Regions from separate parts of the Mus musculus genome. Here region 1 is linked to region 2. Evidence: chromatin contacts called from public Hi-C data. All regions are on one chromosome and are shown on one strand. The core of a region is the stretch at or near the end of the contact, and the rest is flanking DNA. Distances in the headings are between cores, read along the strand shown.

Region 1 (4,670 bases), core at 1,782-4,281, 130 kb before region 2:
TAGGGCAACAAGAAAGTATGTGGTATTCCTCTTACCTGGACTTGACTTTGTGTTTGCTTGATAAATGATTGCGTGCCTCCCTTGAAAGAGGGGTAGCTCTGTGTAACCTATAGGGACCATTTTCCTGTCTCCTCACAAAGCAGCTCTTAAAAAAAAAAAAAAGAGAAGAATCTTTGAGTGGAACTTACCTCTTCACAGCCCTCCCCCCAGTTCTTGGCCCTTCACAGATTCCAGATATTCTAGTCAAATCCTTTAGAAGAGTCAGAAGACATGAATGTTGGTACCACTCATCACCCCACCCCGTCCCTGTACCCTTGTCAGACATTACTAATCGATCACTGAGCTTTTTCTGAGTGAGCTGGGAACTAATTTCCCAGTGTAGCTTAGAGGGGAGCAGAGAATTCATCTGGAGACATCAAGAGAGATCCTAGAATATGAGACAGTCTACAAGACAGACAAATGGGGCAGAGACGGTTAAACTGAGGAACGGAGGCACAGGGAGATCAATTAAATTCCTCAAGCTCTCAGTAGCAGAGGCTGGGCTGGGTTCTTCTCTGAAGTTCTTGCTCCTCTCTGGAACCTGAATTTTCTAATTGCTAGAGGTGTGTGTGTGTGTGTGTGTGTGTGTGTGTGTGTGTGTGTGTGTAAGAGAGAGAGAGCCAGAGAGAGAGCGAGAAGGGGGGGGTCTTGCTCTTTTGTCCAGGCTGGCCTGGAACTCACCATGTAATTCATGTAGTTCACGCTGGATTGAACCCTCAGTGACCTTCCTGTGTCAGCCTCCAGCATGCTGAGATTATAGGCACAATCTTAACCACACCTGGTTTTGTAATTACTAGTTCAAGTGAGAATCCTCTCTGGGAGCCCGATAAATTTGTAGAGGCAGTAGGGGCAGGGAAGGCATGTCTTAGCTTCTTGGTACCCCAAGTTTCCATCCCAGTTAGGGATTAGCACAAAGTCAGCACAAAGTCAGTGTCTGTTGGAGCAGTAACTGGTTAAGAGCCCCAGACTGAGAAGCTGGGTGGTATGGACAGAAGACACTCTCATGGGGACCAGGGCTCGCTTGTGTACAGGATGGGAAAAATCTAGAGGCTGTGGCTGGGCCCTGGGGGAAGAGCACCTCCCCTGTCACTTCACATCAAGGCCCGTAGCACTGAGAGAATCATACAGTCTTGTTACCCAGTGACCTAAGATGTGAAATTAAATTAAAAATTAGTTGGCGTATTAATTAGACAGGCAAATCACTCCCTGTCAACATCAATCAATTCTTTTAGGCATAAAATCAGAACAGCCAAGGCAGGGCAGGGTGAGGTTCTCCAACGTGTGCCTGCTGGAGACCAAGGCAGTGGGTAGGAAAGAGAAGTGTCTGAGGGTTCTGCCAGGTGCCCCAAGTCCCATTCACCCACAAAATCTTCTTCAGCTGCTTTTTAGAGGAGCCTCTCCCTCCAGCTTGGTCTCCACTGGTCCTATCTTGAGCATCTTACAAAATTCCAGAGCCCTTCCCAGCATCCCCCACTGCGAGGACTGTGACTCTTTTGTCTCTCACCTTTGACTCGAGGTCCCTTGCTTGAGATTTCTGTCATGCATAAAGACTACACAAGCTACTCATTTTTGCCTAGCAAACACCAAGGCGCTTTCTAAAAACTAAGATATCACTGACACCCACTAAAGTTCATCCCGGTGACTGCGCTGCTGCTGAGTTGAGACCATAACCAAACAACGTTGTCATCACCACTAAGTCCTTCCAAAGTCACAGACAGCTTCCCCTCCATCAGCCCTGATAAGCCACCTATCACTTTCCTGTCTCTAAAACATTTTGCTTGTCCCTGGGTGTCACATAATTAGAAGTACACAGGGTTAGATCTCCGCATCTGGCTTCTGGCTTATTTTGCTTAGCATAATGCATTGTGATTCACCTATCTGTGCATCGGTAGCCATTGTCTAGATGTACCATAGTTTGTTTATCCAGTTCCCAGCGAAAGGACATTGGGTTCTCACTTGATAGGTTTAAGAATAAAGCCACTACAAATGATTGTATGCAGAATTTCATCTAAACCAAGTTTGTATCAATTGGGTAAATATCTAGGACACTATTTCTAAGTTCCACGGTAGATGTTTTTTATGACTTTGTAAGAAACTGCTGCGCTGTCTTGCAAAGACTGACTTTATGCCCATCAGCAATGAAGGAGACTTTGGTTGCTCCACACTGCTGATGCAAGTGTGTGCCCACCTGCTGAGTGTGTGGAAGCCAGAGGTTAGTGTCAGGATGTTTTCTTCCATTTCGTCTCCATCTTTTCTTCAGGTCTCCTTTAGCTTGGAGCTCTCTGATTCGGCTATACTGCTTGGCTATTGAGCCTCCTGGAATCTGCTTGTCTCTGCTCTCCCAGGGCAGGGGCTACAGATGCATAAGCACCACACTTGCTACTTCACCTGAGTTCTGGGGTCTCAACTCCGGTTCTCATGCTTGCACGGAAAGCATTTTATCCGGTGAGCCATCTCCCCACTTGTGGTGTATAAATTTTAAGAAATGACATCATGCGTTGCTGATGACCACACTTATACAGTTTGCAGACCCAGTGGCAAAACACAAACATGGAGTCCCTTGTTCAGAAGAGAAGGAAAGAAAATACTATTGGAGTTACTGACTTTCTGTGGTCTTTCTCTTGGCTTCTAGTAGGCTGTTTGGTCTGCTTTTTAAATTTGTTCTTGGATGTTTTCCTGTGTTCTGGGGTGTGTTTGTATTCATATTCTGAGCAGAGACAAAGGTCTAGATGCACACAGGACTCTCTCACAGGCTCAGGCTCGGGGTCGCACCGCTGCTGCTATAAATGAGGGAATGCCAACTGACTTCTGTGGTTCTGGGAAGCTGACCAAGAACGCACTCCCCACCGGGACCCAGACCTTCTAAGAAGAGTCACTTTATAACCAGATTTTCTCTCTGGCTATTGATGGAAGCCGCTAAGACAGATGAAGCAACTCTGTCAAGCATAATTGTGCAATCCAAGCACAACACGGTGGTTGAAGGAAGGTCTGGGAGCCGATGTCACTGATAGGAACTGAAAGCCCTGTGAGCTGGCACGCCAAAGCCACACACCCATTAGCTTTGTGAACCGGGGCCTCATGGCTTTGTGTGTGTGCTGACAGGAGACACTGCCCCTCACAGCTGTTGTTATAGGGCTGGTACTGGAACAAAACTTATCCTGTTCTGGGTCTGATCTTGGAAGGAGCAGGCCCAGAGTTGGGCCTCAGGGCTGCTGCACCCACCACCTGTCTCATCAGGCAGTAGGAGAGGAGTGGGTGGCTCCTTTCAGGAGAGTGTTAACCCTTTCTTCTCTGGCTGTCCTGCCCATCCAGAACATGGAGAGTCATAGTACCTATGACTCTGCTTCTGGATAATTTAGTGGAAAGGTTCATTTGGACAACAACAACAACAACAACAACAACAGTCCCATTGTGCACATTGTGCAACGTTGTAACTCTTCCATCCCATGAAAACAGAGGCACAGAAGGGAACCAGCCCTGCCTGCAAAGGTAGATCTGTTTCTCTGCAGCAGGGGGATGTCTCAAATGTCTCTTGCCATCAATCTTCAAATGTTCCCAGTTTCCACAGAGGTACAGCCTGCTCTGCTGCCAGGAAAGACAGCAGGTAAGAAACCATCAACACAGAGGATCCCTGTCTCACAAACAAACAAAGGAAAGGGGGGAAGGAAGGAAGGGAGGGAGGAAGGAAAGAAGGAAGGAAAAGGAAGAAACCATTAAGCCAGGCAGTGAGATGGATCAGCCAGCTGGTAAAAGGTGATTGCCACCAAGCCTAATGACCTGAGTTCAGTCCCCTGGATTCCCAAGATAGAAGAAGTATGGCTTTAAGACACACACACACACACACACACACACACACACACTGAATAAATATAAAGAACTAACCTAGGCCTATGGGGGCTCACAGAGACCGGGCCACCAACCAGGAAATATGCAGGCACTGGACCTGGACTCCCTACACGTTGTAGTAAACGTTCAGCTCTGCTTTCATGCGGGTCCCCTAACATGTGGAGCCAGGGTCTCGGTCTCTGTTCCTTGACATTGGATCCCCTTCCCCCTACCTGGACTGGTTGGGCTTCAGTGGGAAAGAATGCACCCAGTCCTGCTGGGACTAGATGTCTCAGAGTGGTCCCAAGGCCCCCCTCTCCCCCTTCTTTGAGGAGGAGAGGGGACAAGGGGCAATGGGGCGAAGGGACTTGTAAGGGTGGGACTGGGACAAGAGGCAGGGGGGCTGTGATCGGAATGTAAAGTGAATAAAAATAAATAAATTATTGGAGGAAATAAATAAATAAATATAAAGGAATGTAAGAAAGCAAAGGGAAAAAAAAGCATGAAAACAAGCATGGGGCCTTGAAATGAAGCAATCAAGCAAACATGCCCCTGAACCGTGGTGAATGTTACAGTCAGGAAGAGGGCAGGGTCCGTGAGAACACAGCACAGAGGAGCTCCACCCAGCTCAAGGGCAGATGCCTCAGGAATGATGAGAGGGGATGAGGGGGGTGTCTGCCTGTGTGGGGGGAGGGTGAGATGGGCCCTGGAGGTACCCGAGGATGTGGCTCCTAGTGGGAGGGTGAGCCAGGCCCTGAAGGTACCCGAGGATGTGGCTCCTCTTTGTGGTAGAGCCATGAGGTTTT
Region 2 (5,130 bases), core at 2,369-4,868:
GCGGTGAGTGCTCCCCCTAACTGCTCAGTTGCTGAGTTTAAGTCCCTGCCTTTCGTGGATAGCCAGCAGGGCTTGAGGTGCCTGGCAGGCTTTGATAAAGCTAATGCCTTGACCACCTGGATGGCACTGAGTCAGTTGCCAACCCTCTCTGAGTCTCAGCTTCTTAAAGAGAAAGATGAGCCCCGCCGCCTAAGCTGGCCCTATGCCCTTCAGGCCTGACATCAGTTTGATCCTTTGAACCTTTCAGAGTGGCTTTGATACAGGTAGGGAGACAGGGCCAGAGATGCAGGGAGCCTGCTAATCCTGCCATGAAATAGTGAAACAGCAATGACCTCACTTAACTCCAGATTCATGTTGATGTGGTGTCAATTACAGAGGATGCTGTGTGCCCAGGAGATCACAATCTACCATCAAAATGATTCTACTTGCTTTGAAGACAGACTGGGGGGCAGAGCTTAAAACACAACCTCTTTGTCCCTGTCAAAATCTGAGGATCCCCAATTCTGTTTCTCATATGACTAACTCACACTCCAGTGGTCAAAGGGGACACATGTAAGAATGCACACAGCAGCAGCATCTGCAATAAAGCCAGATGAGAAACAACCCAATGTCTAGCAATCCCAGAGTGGCTGAGTTCTTGTTCACCATACAAGGATATCCTATACATCTAGGCATTTGATCAGTTGTGATGTCACGGGAAGAAATACCGACAAATCTGAGACAGGTAAAGTGGAAAAAGCTTTACACAAACCAATACGTTGTTGCATGGCCCACTGATGTGAAAGTCAAGGCTACAATGTAGCAGTGAGACCCTCTTACATGTGTCCCCTTTGACCACTGGAGTGTTGAGTTAATCATATGAGAAACAGAATTGGGGATCCTCAGAGGGGGCAATTGCTGGGAGAGGCTGATGGGAATCCATCTAGGGCTGATCTACTTATTGGTATGAGCAGTGATTCACTCTATGACAGTTTATTGGGCTGTATTTTCTTTTCTTAGTATACTTTTCTGTGAGGCCATCCTTTAGTTCTGTCGTTTAAAAGATTGGGTAACTAAGAAAGCCATTGGGAAAGCTGGAGAATCAGGCTGTATTACTCCTGGGAATAATACCAACTCTGCTACAGAACTAGTTGAATGAGGAAGCTGCCATCACTCCAAAATGGGTACACTTTATACTGCCCAGCCCTACCTGCCTGGGGATGGCACCTACACAATGATAAGGGCTATCCTCCAGACTTGTCCCACGTGAAAGGCCCCACAGACATGCTCACAGACCAATCTGATGGAGGCAGTTCTTAAGCTGAAGTTCCTAGGCTTGCCAAGACGCCACCTAAGATTAGCCATCATACCTCCCCAGTATCAAGGCCTCCGTCCATAAGAGCTCAGCCAACTCTGCCACCTCCCCAACATGGATGTTGATGGATGCTTCCATTCCGATAGTTCCTGCTATGTGGAGTCAGTGTTCATTCTGAGCTTCAAGAGAGGTGGACAAAGACCATAGCTTCTGTTGGGAGCTAGAAGGCAAGTATTCCTCAAATGTCAGAGGGCTGTAAAAAGAAACAACAGTCATAAAACATGGCAGAGGCAACGCTACTGTATTTATTTCAACAGAGACCTTTTGGGGCAACCACCTTATTCTCTCATCGCCCTGATGGTGTAATAGATGCCTCTTGGCATCCAGCTCCATACCTACTTGAGTAAGGAAAAGAAATGAGAAGGAAAGGCTTTGACTGCTCCTGGCTATGGTGGAAGGGAACGTTTATTATAGATAAAAGGGCAGAGGCAGGGACACCTGGGCGAGTTCAGAGTGGACATGATCAGGCTGAGTTGGGCAATGAGGGGAGAATGGGAACCCCGGGGCAGCAGCCAGGAGGCCAAAGGGACAAATGGGGTGGGTAACCAAAATGTCTGGATTATATACAAAAGAGCCTCTGGGGGAGGGGCAGCCCTGTCCCCGGGCTGGAGAGATGGGGGAGAGGGTGGAGCATGCCCTTCTTATCCTGTAGCAGTTAGGGACTGAGGATGCTTTAGGGAGCTGGAGGCCAGGTCACTTTGCTATGTTAAATAGCCATTTGTCCCAGGTTAGAAACTTAGCACTACCCTTTGCCTTTTGATATGAGTTACTCTACCCTGAAGACTGGGAAACTACCTTTCTCTGGTTTTCCTAGATTCCTATAGATTATTTTGTAAACGATGCTAAGTAAGGGAATAAACAGTAAGTGAACAGGGTAAGCTAGGCTCAATAGGCAGAGGAAATCCGAAGTCATCTTCCTGGCAATAGTGTCACTAGGGCTTATGCACAAAAGCTCTGGCTATAGCTCCATGTGCACCTATGGCTTTTCCAGTATGCTCTGGAGTCACCCACTTCACTCTGCTCATCGACAGGCCTGGAACACACAGGCGGAAGCCATCGGGTGGAAGATTCCATAGCTGTATGTGTAAGGCCTAGGAGAATTGAGGTCTCCACGCCATAGAGAGAGGGAGGACCAGGCAGGCAGTCCTGAAGATCACTGGAAGGATGACTCCCTCATCTGCCACTGGAGGGCTGCGAGCCATGATTGCTTGCCTAGATTGCAGGATTGCAGGCTGCAGACAACCCAGCAATGCTAGAGGCCTGGAGTGTATGGTGGGAGAGCGAAAGAGCTATCAGAAGGGTCGATCTTAGAGTCAGGTAGCCCTGGATTCCCACCCTTTGCCACTGGATATTCCAAGGTACATTCTCAAGCGCTCACATGTCTCTCTGAGTCTTAGTTCCCTCACCTGTATAGTTAATAGATTAATATCTACATCAAGAGCCATGAGGAAGTCAAGTAGACAGGTGTCTGTGAACACCGCTTGGTTTTCCATGCAGAGGGCATTTTCAGACTCCCACGGGAAAGCTTTGAAACCTTCTCAGTGGCTTATGCTTGTTCATCTGACTTGGCATGCTTTTTAGGTCTGCAGTTGTGTTGGTGCCGGGGATACAGACAGAAGACGCCCTTTAGTAGGAGATGGGGGATGTGTGGCGTGTCTTATGATGCTGCATGACAGAGGCATTTCTAGGGAGGATGTAGAGGAGGCAAAGGACCCTCAAAGAAGAGAGCTTATCCAGACTTGGAGGTGGGACACTGGATATTTTAAAAAGCTGGATTTCTAGGCTGAGATTTGAAGGAGAAGCTAAGAGTTAGCCAGGTAAAAGAACAGGGAAGGGAGGTGTCTAAGCTAGTGGCTGTTCAGGTCAGGAAATGAGAGCCATGAGGGATTTGAAGGAACTCTAGGTGAGAGTACAAAGCAGGAGGGAGGGAAGGATGAAGGGAGGGAGGGAGGGAGGGAGGGAGGGAGGGAGGGAGGGAGGGAGGGAGGGAGGGAGAGAGAGAGAGAGAGAGAGAGAGAGAGAGAGAGAGAGAGAGAGAGAGAGAGAGAGAGAGAGAGACTGGGGCTGGGGCTGGGGCTGGGGCTGGGGCTGGGGCTGGGGCTGGGGCTGCCAGGTAGTGGATTTGTCCCCATCAGTGTGGAGGGCACATTTTCTGCCTTAGGAGAGAGGCGGCTGGCCTGCAGCCCAGCTCTAGGCTGATTTACAGGCATCTGGTGCCAAGAGTGGCCATGCCACCTGCTCTTAAATCCAAGGCACGTAAGGCTCTGTGCCTTTGTCCAATGTTAACATGAGCTTAGAGGAGACGCTTCCCCTGGGACGAGTGAGCTCTGCCCCAGCCTGCACTTCACAGCAGACGCAGAGAAGTTGCAGGCATGGAAGCTGCTCTTGCCATCTCTCCTCTCTCTTCTTGCCTTCTGGTCCTGGCACCTGTCACAATCTGATGTCCTCGCTCCTCTAGGTTTGACAGGCTAGCAGGTGCCTGCCATAATTCCCCACTTACCTTCAGATAGATAATTTTTTTTGAGGAGACAAAAAAACCAAACCAAACCAAACTAAACTAAACAAACCACCAAACCCATAAACCAATCTATGAGATTTCCCGGGAGCTGTTTACCTAGTAGGGGTAAAACCCCTTCCAGTGCCCAGGTAGGGGCAGGTTGAAGTTGAATAGCAGGAAAAGCCCGAAGAGAATCATCGTCTCTCTTGTGTCTGACCCTGACCCCTCCCATCTTTTCTTCTTTGCTTTTGTCTCTGGCTTCTGCTTGGCTGGCATCCCCTTCTCTGGGAATATCCCTGTGACCCCTAGCTTCACATCCAGTTCTCAGCTGCTTTTGCAGTTGTTTCTTGTGTCCAACTGCAGTTGTTGATTAACATGTCTGCCTCCCCATGGCACACCAAGTTGAAGTTCAGCAGCCGTGAGTGGTACCAGTGTGCTCGTCCTGTGCCAGGTTCTGAATGGGTCAGGAGGGACTGGAGAAAGTCCTGGGGTGGCCTCCAGTTCGCTGAGGCACAGACTAATGAGGCTTCCCTCCCACTGGTAGTAGGGAGGGGCCAGCATTTTGTTTAGTTGAGTTTACCCAGAAATTACAGTGCTCGTCATAAAGTATGTCCTCAATAAGTAAATATTGACTGAATAGTTTTGCACTATAAATGTATTTTTCAGGTTTCCAAAAAAAAAAAAAAAAAAGGAAAGCGAGAGTGCTTCAGAAAGTGACTCAGCAGCGAGGCTTTGCCAGCTGCACTTCTGGGGGCCCTCCGTGGGAATCTCCCATTTCTCACAGGCACGAGCACTGCAGCAGAGGGCAGGGGATTGTGGGAAGGAGAAGGTGGCTTGTGGAATAGGAGACTGCCTCTTGGCTAGGGAGTTGGGAAGGTTGAAACCGGAGGGCTGGGGTTTGGAATCGAGAGTTATGTTCTCATTCTGTGGACACTGACCAGATGACAACTATGCTATCCTTCATCGCTTGTGACAAAGCATAGTAAGGTACATGGTATCTTATCCCAGTGGCGACTGGTTTGCAGAATACTGGCTACTGAATTATTGTCTCTTAAAAGTACATGGAGCACGGCCCACAGAAGCTGGGAATTTGTTCAAGCCATACCTAACTACTAGGTGAAAAATGGGGATAGAAGCCTTGGACACTATGTTGGCCAACTCCACACACTGTGTACTTAGAATCGTATCCCCTTCCTTCCTTCCTCCCTCCCTTCCTTCCTTCCTTCCTTCCTTCCTTCCTTCCTTCCTTCCTTCCTTCCTTCCTTCCTTTCTTTCTTTC

The links. Hi-C and Micro-C count contacts between places; a contact is called where the count stands out from the background.
Region 1: a Hi-C map of muscle stem cells shows a contact between it and region 2, with 2.0 times the contacts expected there. The contact joins two enhancer-like sites. A contact is called at or near these places in 7 of 484 Hi-C or Micro-C datasets (B cells, the G1E-ER4 cell line, bone marrow-derived macrophages and 4 more), 4 of 115 datasets of contacts at active chromatin or transcription factors (the SCID.adh cell line, bone marrow-derived macrophages, embryonic stem cells and 1 more) and 2 of 9 other capture datasets (adipose tissue and embryonic stem cells).

What each region holds. Positions count from the first base shown.
Region 1 is chr15:57,979,257-57,983,926 of GRCm38.p6, reverse strand. No RefSeq gene overlaps it. Among named protein-coding and RNA genes, the nearest start is that of Fam83a, 4.3 kb to the left of the region's middle. Within about 2 kb of position 3,031, at least 58 of the 459 cell types and tissues checked have an H3K27ac peak or open chromatin away from gene starts, as enhancers often do. A contact at or near this core is called in muscle stem cells, where this site is marked.
Region 2 is chr15:57,853,084-57,858,213 of GRCm38.p6, reverse strand. No RefSeq gene overlaps it. Among named protein-coding and RNA genes, the nearest start is that of Derl1, 37 kb to the left of the region's middle. Within about 2 kb of position 3,618, at least 69 of the 459 cell types and tissues checked have an H3K27ac peak or open chromatin away from gene starts, as enhancers often do. A contact at or near this core is called in muscle stem cells, where this site is marked.